Linked DNA regions of Mus musculus: all the other regions are linked to region 1. Evidence: chromatin contacts called from public promoter capture Hi-C data. All regions are on one chromosome and are shown on one strand. Each heading gives the region's core, a stretch centred on a gene start, on an enhancer-like site or on the middle of the called end of the contact. The rest is flanking DNA. Distances are from core to core; before and after follow the strand shown. Region 1 holds the start of Rpl18a (ribosomal protein L18A). Region 2 holds the start of Prdx2 (peroxiredoxin 2). Region 3 holds the start of Tnpo2 (transportin 2 (importin 3, karyopherin beta 2b)).

Evidence for each region. Promoter capture Hi-C pulls out the DNA fragments that hold promoters and counts their contacts.
Region 2: a promoter capture Hi-C map of cranial neural crest shows a contact between it and region 1. The contact joins the promoter of Prdx2 here to the promoter of Rpl18a in region 1.
Region 3: a contact with region 1 is called in a promoter capture Hi-C map of cranial neural crest. The contact joins the promoter of Tnpo2 here to the promoter of Rpl18a in region 1. A contact is called at or near these places in 2 of 39 promoter capture datasets (cranial neural crest and maxillary cranial neural crest).

What each region holds. Positions count from the first base shown.
Region 1 is chr8:70,895,031-70,899,090 of GRCm38.p6, forward strand. Rpl18a (ribosomal protein L18A) reads right to left here and starts at 2,413. Exons shown (of 5, transcript NM_029751.4): 1 at 2,329-2,413; 2 at 1,103-1,282; 3 at 886-1,015; 4 at 570-679; 5 at 1-477. The coding sequence starts at 2,346. The coding sequence ends at 385. Mir7067 (microRNA 7067) reads right to left here and starts at 540; the gene lies at 478-540. It overlaps Snora68 (small nucleolar RNA, H/ACA box 68), which reads right to left and starts at 826; the gene lies at 729-826.
Region 2 is chr8:84,968,183-84,972,002 of GRCm38.p6, forward strand. It overlaps Prdx2 (peroxiredoxin 2), which reads left to right and starts at 1,440. Exons shown (of 6, transcript NM_011563.6): 1 at 1,440-1,580; 2 at 2,058-2,162; 3 at 2,254-2,407; 4 at 3,105-3,227; 5 at 3,380-3,510. The coding sequence starts at 2,060. It also overlaps a transcript of Rnaseh2a not described here.
Region 3 is chr8:85,034,863-85,038,510 of GRCm38.p6, forward strand. It overlaps Tnpo2 (transportin 2 (importin 3, karyopherin beta 2b)), which reads left to right and starts at 2,031. Exons shown (of 25, transcript NM_001364032.1): 1 at 2,031-2,115; 2 at 3,473-3,627. The coding sequence starts at 3,529.

The DNA of each region.
Region 1 (4,060 bases), core at 1,163-3,662:
ACTGTGGGGCTTGGCTGGCCTCATTTCCACCTAGCTGAAGCTTAGAGCCAGCAGGATAAAAAGCTCAACCAGGTCCCCAGGCTTGGATTATAGTCATGTCTGGAATTCTTAGGCCTGAGACAGCAGCACCCTGGAGTCCAGAAACAGACTGCTACCCCTCAGTGTCACAGGCAGGGCTCAGGCTATGTCCTAGACAAATCGTAGTGGGGCTGAAGCTAATCTAAGGGGATACACACCTATGGAAAGATGCCACTGAGCAAGGCTGACAGGCAGGTGAGCAGGGCTAGCATGTTGTTAGGGACGGGACCAACTGGGACCTCTCCAGGGACATAGAAGCAAACAAGCAAGGACAGTCTCAAGTTTTTATTCAGTGGGTCTCTGTGTCTAGAAGAAGGTGTTGGGCCTCTTGGTGGTGAAGCGTGGCTTGTGCTGGCGCCGCAACACACGGTGGGGCAGTGGGAATTTGATCTTGGAGTCCTGTGGGGAGGGAAGCAATCAGTGTCCAGAGACTGTCCGTGTGCAACCACCCCCTGCAGCCCTGCGTCAGCCCCACACTCGGGGTCACTCACGTGGAACTGCTTGACAGCTGGCCGGCGGCACTTGCCAGCTGCAATCTCTTCCACCTTCATGATCTGGATGGAGTGGGCACGGGCACGGTGTCGGGCACCCATGTCTCGGTCTGTGGAAAGAAAAGAAAATCAGCCCCAGCCACCCAGAATGCCCCCACATTCTGTAGAGCCTACTGATTCACTCTGGGGGGCACTGCACAGCCCCCCAAAGGCGACGAAGCCCCTTTGCTGTGTGCACCACTATTTAAACAGCCGCTACAGGCAGCGACAGTTCTTGGGTTGGGTGCCAGAAATTGGCAGAGGGTTGGAGACTCACAGCACTGTGTGACTGCACCAGCAGTGGTCAGGTCCCTGTACTCCCGATACATGTTGTGTGTGCCACTGCGGGAGTCATAGCGCAGCCAGATGCCAAAGTTCTTCACACGCAGGGGTGACTTCTCAAACACCTGTGGGGAGTAGGGAGGACATGAGGAGTGCTGCCCTGGCTCTGATGGTACCCAGCGACCGGCATCCTGTGGGGCCCCAGACCTCACCTGTCCGCAGTACACAATTTCCCCGGATGACTTCTTCATCTTCTTCAGCTGTGACACAAAGTACCAGAAGCGGGACTTGGCCACCACATGGTTGGGTGCAAAGATTCGCATACGGTACAGTGGTGGTGTGTGGCATTTTGGGGTTGGCAAGCAGCGCCCCACCACCTTGTACTCCCGAAGCTGAAAGACATGTCAGGAGAGAAAGTTGTCTATGTGGGGGAGGGGTGTGGAGGCAGAGCCGGCCTGAGATTCAGTCCTCCCACAGGCAGGGGTGTCCAAAGTGGGCTCATACACTCGAGCCCAGTGTGAGGCAAGTCAGAAGGCTTGTGCTCCGCTACGAAGCTGCCTCAGGGTCTACATGTGGCAGGCTGCTCTGCTCTCCCTGAAACTCCAGGCCAAGATGGCAAAGGTGGCTCACGTCTTTAATCCCAGAGCAGGAAAAAGGCCATTTGTTCTACAGAGAAACTGTCTCTGGATTGGGACTAATTGACGATTCCAGACTAGCTTTTCACCAAGAGTCCGAAGGATTGTGTCCAACACACCGGGGCCAGTATGAGATCCGGCACCCTAGGCTACCGTCAGCCAGCCTTTAGAACTAGCTAAGGATGATTCTAGCGACGCTCTGCTTCGATTTCAAGTGCCGAGATAAGTGGCAGCAGGCTCGGTGTAGCCAGCGCTGGGGACAGGCCGCAAGCTTACCAAATGCTCTCTAAACCTAAGGCGGGCCGCGTGTCCACTCCAGTCTAAATAGACCAGGTTAGCTTTAAACCTCATAAGAGACTAAAACAAGCCAGCCGGGCGTGGTGTCACACGCCTTTAATCCCAGCACTCAGGAGGCAGAGGCAGGCGGATTTCTGAGTTCGAGGCCAGCTTGGTCTACAGAGTGAGTTCCAGGACAGCCAGGGCTACAGAGAAAACCCTGTCTCGAAGGAAAAAAAGACTAAAAGAACCACGGGGCTAGATTTGGCAACGAAAAGGAGTGTAACGCTGATATACACGAAAAGGCGGAGGGCCTTCCGGTGCACCCCGATCTAACCCGCTCCGTCCTCGGCCGCCCAGCACGCGGCGGCCGCCATGTTGGCCGCAAGGAGGCTGTGGGCGAGGAGAGCTGCCCGTAACCGCTGAGGGACCCTCGCGACGAACGCACCACCACCCCGGAGGACACAGCCAACCCGAGCGGCCCTGCCGCCAACGCCGCACCTTTTGCCCCGCCGCGGCCTCCTTACCGTGCCCGAGGCCTTCATGGCACTGCGCACTCGTTCACCGCCAGTCACAAAAGGAAGTGTTGTCTTTCGCGCAGGCTCTCACCATGGTCTCTGACGGAAGTCCCGCCCTCCTGATGCGGTGCTTCCATTGGGTACAGCTAGTAGCGGTCTAAGTTCTTGGCTTTTTTATTGGGTACCGATCAGCTACGTATAAGTCCCGCCTCTCTTCACGGAGACTACAGTTCCCAGAGAGCAGCGCGACGGGCCTTTGCAAGTTTCTCCCGGGACGCCCCATCGTCGTGCGCGAGGGATCCTGGGAGTCTACGCGTAATCGTGGTTCCTAGTTAGATTCCGGATTTTTAGTTCTCTCTGTCTCTCTCTTTTTTCATCTTTTTCTTCCCACTTTCTACATCATCCTTCTGTGTATCTACCCATCTATGACCCATCATCCATCTTTTTTATTTGCTTGCACCACCTTCGTGTCTGGTGCCTCGGAGGCCCGCAGAGGGCGTCAGTTCCTCAGTGCTGGAGTTAAAAGTTGTGAGGTGAATGCTGGGAATCGATCCCTGTATGTGCTCTTAGCTACTGCTGTTCTCTCTCCAGCCCCATCTATCTTTTTCTCTGTCATTAGTTTGGTTTGTTTGTTTGTTTTTTACTGTTTATTGAGATAATGTAGCCCAAACTAGCCTGTAACTCACTGTAATTCTCCTGCCTCTTCCTAGTTCTTGGGATGCTGGAGTGTGCCACCTGCCAGCCCACGTAACTATTTTCTTTATAGAATTGTATCAGAGCTGTGTCACTCTGTCTTAACTTTGTCATTTTCCTGGCCAGGTCCTGTACCTGAAGGCGACAATATCCGCCGTGTGTTTCCGCTAATGGCCACTAGGTGGCGAGCGCGTTTTTTGGCTCAGCCGCAACGCAATGCAATGCTGGGATGTGTGCTTCTAGGTCCCCCATTTCCATTGTGCTCAGGCGCATTCAAGTGTGATCCCTCAGTTTCCCCAGCCGCATTAACACTCCCCGTCCCATAAGATAGTTGTAAGATTTAGAAATTGGGCGTGGTGTTGCATGCCTGAGGTCTTACAAATGGGAGAGTGAGCCAGGAGGCTCAGGAAAGATGGCCTTGGCTACACAGAAAGATCTCATCTTACAGCCTTCCCACCCCAAAATAAACAGCTTAATAACATGTCGGTGTGCAATGGGCAGGCTAGGACACAGTCCACCTCTGCTGGAACACATTGCTCCAACCTGTGTTCTGGAGGCTGCTGAAGTGGGGTAGATACATTCTGTAAGATGCAGGACAGATGCTGGGGTGCAAGCTGTGCCCTGAGAGGGCACAGGGAAAGGAATGGAGAAACAGCTGTGTGAGGAAAAAGTTGGTATCCACAGGCCCAGCCTTAACCTTGGTCTGGGCTTTGATGTAAATTCAGAGTTTACAAGACCCTCAGCTGGGTGAACAGGACAGGTGCTGGCGGTTCAGTTTCACTTCCTGCTTTGCAGATGCCCCCCTTGGCCTCTCCTGAGTGGCGACAGGCTCTAGCCTTAACAGACCTCCTCTCCAAATGGCTCCTCTCCTAGGGGCTATGAAGAATCCCAGCAGGGCCACCTGTTGGTAAGACCTCAGGTTTCTGTCACAACAGCCCTGTCACCACAGGCTAGTGAGTATTCTGGACTTTGAGGTCCACTGACTGGCTTGTCCCCTGTGCCTTTGTTCTTCTGCAGTACACCTGTTAATCTGGGATCTCAGGCCACC
Region 2 (3,820 bases), core at 190-2,689, about 14 Mb after region 1:
CAGCAGGCCCAGTGCCACCTGACTAACAAGGCTGACAGATGTTAAGTTAAATGATATAATTGACATAATAAATGCACTTAAACCCCCTGGTGCTGAGCTAACTTGTAGCAACAAAGTAATTTTTATGCTCAGGAGAAGCGATATATATATATTTTTTAAGGTAGTGCTAAAGAGCCACTGACCTACAGTTTTACAAGACCCTTTCCTTTCCTTTCCTTTCCTTTCCTTTCCTTTCCTTTCCTTTCCTTTCCTTTCCTTTCTTTCCTTCCTTCCTTAAAAACAAAACAAAACAACAGAGCCTCATGTACCCCAAGCTGGCCTCCAAGTCCTTGGGTAGCCAAAGATGTCTTTGAATTTCAGGTCCCTACTCCTCCCAAATGCTAGGATTGTAGGTGTGTACGGGTACAGTGGATTATGCAGCGCTGGGGAAGGATCAAAACTTCGGACATGCTGGGCCAGTGCTCCACCAACTGAGTACCAAATGCAATCCCAACCCTTCATCAGAATTCTTCACTGATACTTCCTCATGTAGATGAACTCACAAAGGCTGGTGCCCCACACCCTTCCTCAGCAGATCTTTGCCAAATGGCATCCCCTTTCCCTATTCTTCCCTTAGGCCTTTTGCTGTTCCCTTTTCACTGTCTCACAGTCCCTGTGACTTTAACTGTGCTAGTCATTCCAGCTGTGTTGGTTCTTACCACCTCAAGCTGACTGGCCAGTTTCTTTCTCTGCCTCCACCCTTCTAGCACTATGTTAATAGGTTGTTTATTAGACAGGCAGTGTTTAATATAATTATCAGATGACCAAGGAAGCTGCGGGGCAAGAAGTTGAGAACAAAAGGTAGTACGGTTGGGGCATGGCTGTAAATTTTCAATAAAGTGAAACGGAACAAAATAAAACAAAACAATAACTCACAGACGAGAAATCACACTCAGAGAAAAAGTGCCCAGTTCCTTGAGACCCAGCCTGCACTGAGCTGGGCAGGGATCTGAAGTCAGCCAGAGAGGGTCTGTTTGTAGGGCCTTGGCCAAGTGAGGCCTTCGGGGGTTGGGGTGGGGAGGACACCTTTTCATAGCGTAACTCCCGTCCACCTGCTAGTTTACCCTTTTGTCGCTGCAGCGTCAGCAGCTCCCAGGTATCACCTTCACCGTGCGGGCCAAAGTATTGGTAGTCTGGGTCGATCTGAGTAGGGGACACCAGACCTAGGAGCACTAGGGGAGTCAGCAACGGAGCCAAGTGGCTCCGGGCCATGCCCGGATTCCAACCGACCCCAACGCGCCCCGTGGCCGAGGCTCGCGAGGAGCCCACAGCACAGACAATCTTGGCGTCCGAAAGGGCACACCCCACCCAACCCTTGTGAAAGCGTGTGGACCGGGCCACGCGGCGCCTTCCCCTCACCCCCCCGGCAGCCGCAATGGATCCGACCGCGGCGCTGTCCCGCCCACCTCCCCGCGCACTGCCTGGTGTGGTTTGGGCCACGCATAAAAGGTTCTCCGGCCTAGGGCTCTCTCGGTTTTGAGATCTCTTTCCTGTCTCTACCCGTGTCTGGACGTCCGTGTGTCCGGCTCTTGCTCACGCAGGTATGAAAACCCAGAATGCACACGAATGGGAGGAGCCCCACTAGTGTGGTGCAGGCCTCATCACGACCTCTATGCTTGGAGGTCTTTGTTTTCCATGTTCAATGGTGGCCGCTTTGTCCTTGCCCGGGAAACCAAGGCCCGAGCCCTGGCTTGCAGGCTGGATCACCGAGCTCGGCAGTCCATCGCTCTTAGCTTAGCCGTCCTATTCTGGAACTAGGAGCTCACTTCCCCCTCCACCCGCACTCGGTCTGACTCCATAATTTGGGTAGCAGCGGTGACCCATCATTCGTTCCCTGTTTAGGGGGGCGGGTATTCAGAGGCCTTGCAGACTTTATACTGGGAGGGTGAATATGAGCGCTCCTTCCACCTCTCTCGGTTTTACTATCTAGACTTAGCACCAAAAGTGACCTTGGAAAGGCAAGACAAAGGATCTTCTAAGGCTCTAAAGACCAAGCTTGTGTGGGTCTCTGATTTCAGTCATGGCCTCCGGCAACGCGCAAATCGGAAAGTCGGCTCCTGACTTCACGGCCACAGCGGTGGTGGATGGTGCCTTCAAGGAAATCAAGCTTTCGGACTACAGAGGTGAGGCTGAGCGGAGTGGGAGCAGGTGGGGTCAGGGTCTACATGTGAAAGAAGTTAGCACTGACTTCCCTTCCGTTCTCCTCTTCCCTAGGGAAGTACGTGGTCCTCTTTTTCTACCCACTGGACTTCACTTTTGTTTGCCCCACGGAGATCATCGCTTTTAGCGACCATGCTGAGGACTTCCGAAAGCTAGGCTGCGAGGTGCTGGGAGTGTCTGTGGACTCTCAGTTCACCCACCTGGCGTGGTAAGGGGCTGCAGGAGGAGGGTTGCAGGGGTCTTGAGGTAGGTGGTGAAGTGGGAGGTGCAGAGAGGATGAAGGACCGCCCAAATTATAGGGACAAACTGTGTCTTCCCGTTTTTCATCTTATAAAGAATGGAAACAATGACACCCAAGCCCACACGAAGATGATAGTAATTAGCATTTGGCACCTTGTTGGAAGGTACCTGCCAAAGGAGTCTCAGTTCTCTGGAGACAGGCTGCCTTGCTGTATTTTGCTATTCTCAATAATGATGGGTTGTGCTCCATACCAGAGCTAGATGGTGATGGGAAGAATCCCCCTGTGTGCGCGCACACACAAGTCTTTCAGAACTAGAAGTCAATAATTCCAGGGCTCATTCTTGCAAGGCAAGTGCCCTGCCTCTGAGCTCCATGTCTGCTGTTGGCTAATCACTTTCATACGGGGTCTCTACTGCAAGTTGCTGGAGCCCACGGGCACAAGTGAAGCCATTTGAAGAGGATGCTTTATCTGGAGCCATTCTCCTCCCAGCTGCACTGCCATCCCACTGGGTGGGGTGGGTGGAGCACCCCGGCCTTGCTTTAAGTCCTTTATCTCCTGTCTCCAGCACTCCCACTCCAGCCCTTATCACTCTGGAGGCCCATGGGGGAGACTTCTACTATCCTGGGCATCCTAAGGCACCAACCATGTCTCTCTCACCTTCAGGATCAATACCCCACGGAAGGAGGGAGGCTTGGGCCCCCTGAATATCCCTCTGCTTGCTGACGTGACTAAAAGCTTGTCCCAGAATTACGGCGTGTTGAAAAATGATGAGGGCATTGCTTACAGGTACAGCAGGGACCTCAGCCCAGCTCCAGGAGCCCCCTCCTCAAAGCTAAAGGGACCACTGTGTCTGGTGGGGGTGTGTGTGGGAGTGTCCCCTTCCTGTTCTGGCAGCAGGTGGTCTCCCAGATCCTCACTGTGGGCCCTCATGTCTTCAGGGGTCTCTTTATCATCGATGCCAAGGGTGTCCTTCGCCAGATCACAGTCAATGACCTACCTGTGGGACGCTCTGTAGACGAGGCTCTCCGCCTAGTCCAGGCCTTTCAGTATACAGACGAGCATGGGGAAGGTGAGTATTCACAAATGGAAAGGCTGCCTCAGCTCTGCCCAGCATGAATGAATTGTCTGCTCCAGCATCTTTGTGGGATAAACATTAAAGTCCCATGCCAGGGCTGAAGAGATGGCTCAGCAGGTAAAAGCACTGGCTGCTCTTTCCGAGGACCGGGGCTGGATTCTTAGCATCTACATGGTGGCTCATAATCATCTATAATTCCAGTCTCGGGGAATCTGATGCTCTCTCCTGACCTCTTCCTGCACCAGGCGTGCACATGGTACACAGATAAACATGTATACAAGATGAACTGGAGAGTTGGCTCAGT
Region 3 (3,648 bases), core at 781-3,280, about 14 Mb after region 1:
TAGGGTGGCTATCCACACGTGTCGTTAAAGGGTTTCTGTTTATATTGAGTCGCTAGTCCGTTGCGGAAGTTTCCCTTGATTTTCTCAACAGAGGCTTGCAATATTTCAATTCTTGCTTTTTCATGACTGAAGGTTGCTGGGACTGATCGTGCCAATGGGGAGTGGGCTAAGTTGTTTTCAAGTTGAGGCATTCCCATAGACCTGTCCCTCACCTGAAGGTCAAAACAAAGAAACCACAGCAAAACCTATCAAAGGCCTCGGTAGTACTTTGGGATTCGAATCATGGTTACTTTAGTAAATATTGGTTTAAGCAGGGCGAGAAGAAAACGAACCTGCAGTCAACTGGGGAGCTGTGCTTAGAGCTACATTTTCAAATAATTTATGATTTGAATCATTATTGCTCAATAAGCTTAAGGTCAGGTAAGCATAATTTGGATGGATCATCTCTAACGGAGCAAATTATGCTATATCCACTGAGATAGAGGTGCGGCTGAAGAGTGAATCCCTTATCGGCGGTAGGACTAGGAGGGGATGGAGACGGGAAGGGGGTAGAAGAAAGCACCAGGGTCTCCAATTCTATAATGGTGTACGGCTGAAAAGGAAAAACTACTGAATTCAAACGGCAGAAGCATTCATGACCTGGCTCTTGCCTAAATTGCTCTGGGCAATCCTCATCTCACTTTTAAGGTAGGTTAAGGGATTAGGTCTTCTGATCGAATTTAGCTGCCTTGTTTTATTTTAGAAGTTATTGCCAGGGGCTGAATAAGATGACTCAGCGATTAAGTGCACTTGTTGCTTTGCTACAGGACCCTGGTTTTGAGTGCCAGCAATCGTATATGGCAGCTCACAACTGTCTTGTAGCTCTAGTTCCAGGAGATTCAACACCTGACTGTCTCGTCAGAAACGTGATGCAGACATAAATGCAGGCAAAACAAACATAAATCCGGTGGCGCATGCCTTGAATCCCAGCACTTGGGAGGCAGAGGCTGGCGGATTCTCAGTTCGAGGACAGCCTGGACTACAGATTGAGTTCCAGGACAGCCAGAGCTACACAGAGAAACCCTGTCACGAAAAACAGAACAAAAAATGGCCACGTGTTATTTTTCAGTCCCATGTAAAAAGTGTTTAAACAGCATTGAACAATAACAGGACAGTTGCTCTAGTAAAATCCAGCACCGCCAGCTGCCTGCCCTGCTCTTTACGTCGGTGTAGTGCTGTTTAGGGGAGCGAAAGAGAAAGTTACATTTTAACCCCCTCCCCCAGTTTCTCTGTGTAGCCTTGGCTGTCCTGGAACCAGTTCCATAGATCAGGGAGTGCTGGGGTTAAAGGGGTGCGCCGCCACTGCCCGGCTTCATTTTAACTTATTTTTGATCAAAGGGTTTTGTGATGTAGCTTTCCTGGCACCAGAGGGGTCTACTGTTGCCTTATTCCCTATCCCTGCCCTCCCTCCCTCCCAATCCAGTTCTGAGGCACGCCGGACTGCGGAACAGTTTAAATTTTAGGGAGTTGTAGTAAGGACACGGTTAGCTGTAGTTGAAGGATTCCTAGGTCCATTACACACCGAAAACACCCATGCACTACTAAATTTCTAGCTCCAGCAAAATCTGCAACTCAGTGGGGCTGGGGCCAGTTAAGAGTACTGTGGGCTCTCGTAGAGGACCCAGGTTTGATTTCAGCATCCACATGGCTCACCACCACCAGCTTCACAGGCATCCAATGCAATCTTCTGATCCCCACGGCACTGCGCGCACATGGTTCAGACAAAAATACCAATATACGTTAAAGAAGAAAGAAGAAAGCTGCAGTAAGGAAAAGGAAACGAGACGCTGGGAGGACCTAATGGCAAGAGAGGCCTAGAGGCGGTACTTATTCTCTCACGTGACTCAACTTGGCCAGGGCCACTCTGTGCCAGATCACGTGTGAGTGCTTCGCTCTCCGATTGGCTTTGGTAGGCCAGTTTGAACGGCGTACGGAAGCCGAAATTGTTCATTTCGGCCGCGTTTAATTTTTTTTTTTTTTTTTTTTTTTTAATTCCCTGCCTCTGGCTCCCTCCTTCCGCGCGAGCCTCTGGAGAAGCTGCAGCACTTAGGCGCCGCCGCTGCCTCCCGGGGCCTGGTAGGTGGGCCTCGCTCGGCCGGGGCCCCTTGGCTTCAGCTCGCCTCGAACCTCCCTGGGTTCTGGGCCTGCGCCGCGCGCCGCCCAGGCGTCGGGGTCGCGCCCGGCTGAGAGGCGGGGTACCGGGTTGGGCCAGCTCTCGAGGCCGGCAGAACGGGCCGGGCGGGGGAGGGGGAGCTGATCTGATCTCAAGGGGTGGGGCCTCGGCGCCCGGGCAGGTTCGGGTGCCACGAGATGCGGGCCAGTGGGGCGGCTGGGGTCGGGCTGGAGGGGCGCTGATTGGGGGAATCGTCGGGGGACGTCGCGTGGATCGGGTGTGTGTGGGGATCTGTTTCGGCGGGGCTTGGTTGGGTCTGATTCGGGGGAGACAGCCTTGAAAGTTGAGAGGGGAAGGTTGTTTAGTCCTAATAGGGAGGGGCGTCAGACTTGAGACCAGAGGGCTTTGCTGAGTCTGGCTGCGAGGCGGTGGTGGGATCCGTTGAGGGTAGCGCACCGGGCGGGTGTTTGTGCGGGACTCTGTAAGGGAAGCTGCAGGGATTGGACGGATGGGGTCTCCGACGTGAAGTGATCGGGGGTGAGGGGGTGGGAGGGGGCTTAGGGGAATTTGATTGGGGGAGCTGCCAGAGGTCCGTCAGCATTAATTCCTGCTGACTGGGGCGGAGGGTAAGAGCTAGAGAAGCTTGGCCAGATCTGATTGGGGGCAGGCAGCGGGCATTGGGGGCTTTGGTCGTGGGTTGGGTGATTCTGACTGGCTCTCATTCAAAGAGACATTGGAAACCTATCGGGTATTGCTTGTATTCTGGTTAAGGAGGGTCACAGGGCCGCGTCTAGGTCAGAAAGGGGGCCATGTGGCGTCTACTGAGCTTGTAGAGCCGGTTTAGAAGAGGGAGCAGGGATGAGCAAGATCTGGGCGCTTAGGGACCTAGAGGAGCTCAGAAATCTAGGAGGCGGCTGGCATCTAGTGGAGCTGGAAGGCTGGATTTTGGGGAAGGGAATCCTCGTGGACTGAGCCTTCACCTGAAAGACCGCTGGGGCGGGGCCCCTCGCCCTGGAGGGAGGCGGAAGCCGTGAGGCCCGTAACCGGGGGCGGCGGTGGCGTGGATCGCTTTGGAAAGAGGGTTCCTCGTTAGGCTCGATGTGGATCCGTCGCGCCCCCGCCGCTGGTCCTGATGGCCCGCTTTTATATTCCCCCCACTCGCACTCCCGAGCCCGCGACTGCGTGGCCGAGGATGGCTTAGCTGGCGGGGACCCCGCACTTGGACAGGCGCGGATTGGAGGCCTCCGCTTCTCGGCGGAGAGCGCTTGCGTCTGCATGCAGCCGCCTCTGCCTCGGGGACTCAACTTGGGTCTCACACAGAACTCCAGCGACCCAGCGCTGATCCAGGCTCCTACCCCTGCAGTTCGCCTTGCGCCATGGACTGGCAGCCAGACGAGCAGGGCCTGCAGCAGGTCTTGCAGCTTCTCAAAGACTCGCAGTCGCCCAACACAGCTACTCAGCGCATTGTGCAGGATGTATCCTTCTTTCCTTCCGGG